2 separate regions of the Mus musculus genome follow, and region 2 is linked to region 1. A link is a contact called in public Micro-C data. All regions are on one chromosome and are shown on one strand. The core of a region is the stretch at or near the end of the contact, and the rest is flanking DNA. Distances in the headings are between cores, read along the strand shown.

What was found. Hi-C and Micro-C count contacts between places; a contact is called where the count stands out from the background.
Region 2: a contact with region 1 is called in a Micro-C map of the G1E-ER4 cell line, with 4 times the contacts expected there. The contact joins two enhancer-like sites. A contact is called at or near these places in 2 of 15 datasets of contacts at CTCF or cohesin (the G1E-ER4 cell line and pro-B cells), 5 of 484 Hi-C or Micro-C datasets (B cells, the G1E-ER4 cell line, bone marrow-derived dendritic cells and 1 more) and 1 of 115 datasets of contacts at active chromatin or transcription factors (bone marrow-derived dendritic cells).

What each region holds. Positions count from the first base shown.
Region 1 is chr7:97,209,017-97,212,050 of GRCm38.p6, reverse strand. All of the region lies in intron 1 of Gab2 (growth factor receptor bound protein 2-associated protein 2), which reads right to left. Among named protein-coding and RNA genes, the nearest start is that of Usp35, 120 kb to the left of the region's middle. Within about 2 kb of position 1,545, at least 116 of the 459 cell types and tissues checked have an H3K27ac peak or open chromatin away from gene starts, as enhancers often do. A contact at or near this core is called in the G1E-ER4 cell line, where this site is marked.
Region 2 is chr7:97,296,258-97,299,050 of GRCm38.p6, reverse strand. It overlaps Gab2 (growth factor receptor bound protein 2-associated protein 2), which reads right to left. Exons shown (of 10, transcript NM_010248.2): 4 at 1-223. Among named protein-coding and RNA genes, the nearest start is that of Usp35, 34 kb to the left of the region's middle. Within about 2 kb of position 1,355, at least 4 of the 459 cell types and tissues checked have an H3K27ac peak or open chromatin away from gene starts, as enhancers often do. A contact at or near this core is called in the G1E-ER4 cell line, where this site is marked.

The DNA of each region.
Region 1 (3,034 bases), core at 296-2,795:
TATGAACCAGGCCTGGGCATTGGAAAAAAGACAAGAGAGGTTTGGAAATTTGGTAAGTTGGATGTGGAAAGGAGGAAAGGAAGAACTTAGGGGTCCTGTGAGGCCTTCAGAACCACCCTTAGAAGCTGTATCTTTATTGGTAATGGGAGTTGCTGCAAAGTGCATAGCAGTAGAGAAATGTTAACTAGTGCTCTGTGGCTATTTGTTAAAATGTTAACTAGTGCTCATCTAGCAATGAGGAAGGTGAACTAGCGAATAACAACAACAACAACAACAACAACAAAAACTATTTAGGAAGCTGTTGCTATAGCTTTCTATGGTCAGAGAAAATGGCAATCTAAAGGAGAATAATGTGGCAGCAGAATCATTAGTTTGTGTACCAGAGTGAGATCTTGCCTCAAAAACAAAACATCAAAGTCAAAACTCATCAAAATACATAAAATAAATAAATAGAATAGTAATAATCAAGTCAGAGAGGAAGAGACAGTACATCTTACTTACTTATAATGGGACATAAAGAAGTTCCTAACGTAAGAGTATACTGTCTAAAAAGTCAAAACAAAGTCAAATTTATGTCTAGAATCAAGTAGAGATTACCATTTGCTCTGATGAAACAGAAGTGACTGTTTTCCTTTTGTACCCAAATCTAGTTAGAAAACAAACCATTTCACAATTACCCAGACCACAGAGACACGAATGTGGGAACATATGACCTGGAAGTTGCATCACTCCTGCCGTTGAGCAGAGTACATCTCATGTGATCCTGTCTGTCCTTTAGGTTAGGTCTGTAAGTGCGCACAGAACAAGGTCATGACTTCCTTCTATTGCTCTTTGGCAACCAGAAAAATAAAATAAGCCTCCACTGAGACTTACGATGACTAAATCACATTATAAGTATTTTGTTGGTGGTGAAGAGCTTATAAAATTCTACCATATCAGTCTCCAGGGAGATTCCCTGGGGTCATGAATATGGGTTCTAAACATAAAGGCTGCTTTACATATGGGACAAGAACCTGGTTTGTTTTAGGTTAGTCTACATAATCAAGTTGAACTAGGCTAGTTCTTATAGGTAAATTGTCTTTTAAGGAAAAAGGAACTTTCTGAAGATCCTTTTAGCTTCAGCCCTGAAAACTGAAAGTACTTCTAAAATTCTAGACTCTTTTGTTCTGCCTTAAGTATTATACTAAATAAAACGATTCTTCTTGAATTACTAAGGATTTTCTTAGATGCTCTATGAAAATTAGAGAATCTTTAATACTAAAAATTCTGAAAAAGAGACAGCCTAGGGTACAATACTTATCATTAAAGTTTCCTGTAAAGGGCTGACAGTAAACATTTTAGGGCATATAGTCTTTCTTACAACTATCAAATCTATAGTAGCATGAACATTACAATTTATAAGCAAACATCTAGCTTGAATTCACCAAACTGTTCCCAAAGTGTGTGGTTCAGCTGTTTGCTAAATCAGGGATTAGGATAAGGTAGAAAGGCTATGAAGAAAAGGTAGAGGGTGCTGTAGGAGGATGAGTGTAACAAATGGGTGAGAGACCAAAGTCTCTTCCAACCTAGGGAGCCTCACATGGTGTTCACTAAGGCAACCTGATATCATGATATCTTATTTAACTAGATTACTTAGATTCTTAGAAGTGAGAGATGTGTTCTTCTAAATAGCCAAGCTAGGCAGTACCTTCTATTACTTTCTTCTTTGGCAGTTGAAAGTATTTCTAAAACTCCACAATCTTCTGTCATGGCTTAGGTACAACAGATAACAGAATTCTTCTCTGATGACTAAAATTTTCTCAGTGCCTCCAATCATCTTTCTCCAGATTCTGTGGCTAAAGCTGTAGAAGGGGCAAGGCATTTCTTGGAAAAGAGTTTTGCATAACTTCTAGAAATGGGTGTGTCCTTTTAACTTCCCTCTTTCTGATGAAGGTAAAACCAAAAACTGCCAATAAGCCAGGAGATTCCTGTCAAGGGAGGGTTATTAAAACCTGAGTCTACTACATTATCAATACTCCAACTCTATTAGGTAGAACACAAACAAGTACTTTATTTTTAAAACTCCCCTTGCTTTCTTTAAAAAAAAAAATCACCATTACCAACTCTAAATCTACTCTCATCCCCCAGACTCCCAAGTAACTACAGGTAGAAGATTTAATCTGACTTCTTAATACAATTATATCCTAATTTATTTCAGTGTGAAGTACATTAGGCCAGACTTCTGTCCCATTATACCCAGTAGAAGCATGGAGAGAGCACATTCCTGGAGGAGGAAGAGCTCTGTAGCTATGTTTCTTCTAGGAATATTTGAACTGCTCTAGACCCCAAGAACTTCAAACTTACTTTGAGGAAATCAAAGTACGTATTACCTGAGCTCCTGCAACATGCTATGACAGATATGTCTCCTATCACATTTAATTCCTAAACCAGTGAGTGAAGGTAAACACAACCCCCTTCACAGATGAAAGAAAAATCCTCAGAGAGTATACAACTAGCAAGTATCATAGCCTCAGACCTTCTTGTCCCAAAGGTCTAGTAAGAGCCCAAGAAAGAGCCTGACTAGCCAGAGAGTTTACAGAAAATATTCAGGTTTGTAGTTAACTGATGGCAGAAGACAATAGCAGCACTAGAATTCAGGCTTTAGCTCTTAGCACAAAGTTTAATGACACATGAAACGTGAAACCTCCCAGAGAAGGCAATATAGTTACTGAGTCCTGACTTATTTATTAGGAAGATTCTTTCAGCTCTAGATGAACACAGAATGAGCCTTATCTAATCACAAGACTGTTACATTGAGGTCAGGGCTCTTTTTATCTTAGCATTTAGCACAGTACTTAGAACTCATAGTGTACTAGATAACTCTCTAGTGATAGCCTTACTAAAGGAACAAAAGGAGAGAATATCTGTTTTTCTGTTGGTAAAAACAGGAAAAGTGAATAAAGCCAAAGCTCTCAGACAGATGAGGGTGAGGTAGTACTGCACAGACACCAGAAACACAATGGACATCCAGGAAAAGCTCACCTTCTATATTTAG
Region 2 (2,793 bases), core at 106-2,605, 87 kb before region 1:
AGACCCTGTGAGGCTGCTCTTGGTGTGGCCATGGGAAGCCAGGCTCCGTGGGAGATCATAAGTACTGTCTTTGAATTCTGTATTGTGTCGGCTTGGCTTGGGAAGGCTATAGAAGCCATGGACTTGACCTCCGACGCCGTTGATACAGTGTCCATTGCTCTGGGCAAGTTTTTGCACAGCTGTATCACTCTTCTGCCGGGTGCCCTGAGAGAAGCTGGCACTCCTAAAGGAGAGACAAGAAGGGGACAGTGAGAAGAGGACAGAGGATGTTCAATGCACGCAGCTCGTTGTTGTGGGAATACTGAGGAGTCAGGCAGACCCCAGTTCTTCCTAGTCCCTACCACATATTAACTGTGTAATCTTAGGACTTTTACTTTAGGCATCTCCAAAATAGTAATTCAAATCATCTGAAGATTCTTTAGGAAGTCAACTCTAGTGTATTTAGCAGGTGTATGCTCCAGCAATGTTAACCTTTTTGAGCCCCTGGACTTCTCTGTGGCTGTTCCTAGCAGAGAATATGGTCATTCCTGGGCCCCAGAGATGCAAATAAACAGTCATACTGATAACCTGCTCACTCTCTGAATGACCAAAGAGCACACATATGGCAAGTTGTGGGAGAAAACAGAAAATCTGAGTTTTAGTTTTTTCTCTTTAAAGTCCGCTCGTGGGCACTGGTGCTTGTATTTTAAAGAACCAATTTAAATTTAAGCTATAGGCTTTATCTTCTACCAGGAATCATGGTTTGTTGAGAAGAATCTGGTTCTCTCCAGAAATCTAAAACTGTTGGTAAAATGACTTCCATTTGAGAACTCTAGTAGGGTAGAAAATGGTATTGCTTTTATTCATTTTAAATGATGGTACTGGGAAGCAAGGCCACCTTTAACGACAGTAACAGTGAAGGGAAGTTTATACTTAGTCCTAGCATTGCTACCTGTGAACATCAGCATGATGTTCTCCTAGGTACGAGACCTAGTCTTAGTTACAACCTGGGTCAGAGGCTCTGTAAGCCTTCCATTTCACAAGAGTGGTTGTTAAACTGGGTTCTGCATAAGTACTGTGTTAAGCTGGAGGATGAGTAGCAGGGAACCAGGCCTGCTTTCTGTCTCTGATGATCCTTCGGAGGATTTCATCTGAGCGGGAGACAAGGGAATCAACCCTCAGCAGTAGTTCTGTCTTTTGTAGACCAGAGGTATCTTCAGAAACCTAGTAAGCTCTTGGAGACTTTACCAGAATAAGGTGCAGGTTCACACTCACACCTCTGTGTTCTCCTGGGTGATGTTTGAACTGAGAACCACTGGTGGATCATCATCTGCTTTCCCTTAGCTCCCTCGCGAGGAACTTGCTATTTATAGATGTGGCCACCAGGTGGTAGTAGAGAACAGTGCCTAGAAGTTTAAACAGATGAATGGAACCAAGTATGCTGGCCAGGTTCCCCTTAACATGGGCCACTGGTGGTCCTAATATTCAGTCCCCCCAAATTTACCAGCCCCTCTACCTAGGTTTTTGTGTTTGTTCTCCCTTTCCAGTCACTTCCATTCACATAACCAAGCCAAGAGCTAAGGCCCAGGATAGATAAACATCACAGCTGAGGCAGGAGAATCAATGGCAGGTACAGAGTGTTCATATTTGTCCTTGGTATGTTTTATCTTATTATTGTTTTTGAATTTCCAATTCTCATTAGATGTCTTAATCTGATTTTTTCATTCGACAAATACTTGTTGATGTCTTCCTCCCCATCTAGGCTAGACACAATGGATACAGAGGTGTTGTGTGCTTAGAAATCACAGGAGATGCCATCCCTGCAAATTACCACAGTCAAGTATGAGTCTGTCAGTGGCCACATATTAACCTTTCCTGGTGGGGTCATGTTAGAAAGGCCTTTTCACAGACATCACATCTGAGTGAGTCGAGAAAAAAGAACAGCAAAACAAAATAAAGGCATTTCAGTTTGGGGCCAAAGATGTTTAAAACAACTTGGCAACTTTAAGGCTCTCCATGCTGCTCAGGCTGGAGGAAGCATGCTGGAAGGCAAGGCAGACAGAAACACAGATACTGCATCTCATGCACATAGAATCCAAATTACCAATCTCATAGGAACAGAGCATAATGAGGCTACCAGAAGCTAGTATTGTAATAAAATCATACAATAGTATCTGTTAATTTAAAAAGTGGGGTTAGTGGGATTTAGCTATATAAAGATTGCAGTTCAGGAAGACGCCCCAGCAGTGGCAGAACCTCCTAGGTGTGTTGTTCTGCAGTAAAAATGAACATTTTCCAGAATGCACCAGTCACCTTCTGTGATGGTTTGTAAATTCTTGGACCAGGGAGTGGCACCATTTGGAGGTGTGGCCTTGTTGGAATAGGTGTGACCTGGTTGGAGTAGGTCTGTCACTGTGGGTGTGGGCTTAAGACCCTCACCCTAGTTGCCTGGAAGTCAGTCTTCTACTAGCAGCCTTTGGATGAAGATGTAGAATTCTCAGCTCTGCCTGTTCCATGCCTGCCTGGATACTGCCATGTTCCCACCTTGATGATAATGGACTGAACCTCTGAACCTGTAAGCCAGTCCCAAGTAAATGTTGCTTTTTATAAGACTTGCCTTGGTCATGGTGTCTGTTCACAGCAGTAAAACCCTAAGGAAGACACCTTCCTTCTTCAATTCATTTCTGCCTTGACTCTGGTCTTGGGAAACCAGAAATGATGATGATTACCCATAATGATTTTTCACATGTTCAGGTCTTACCCAATCTACTCCAACTTATTTCCTTCTGATTTTTCTTCTGGATCAGAGTGCTA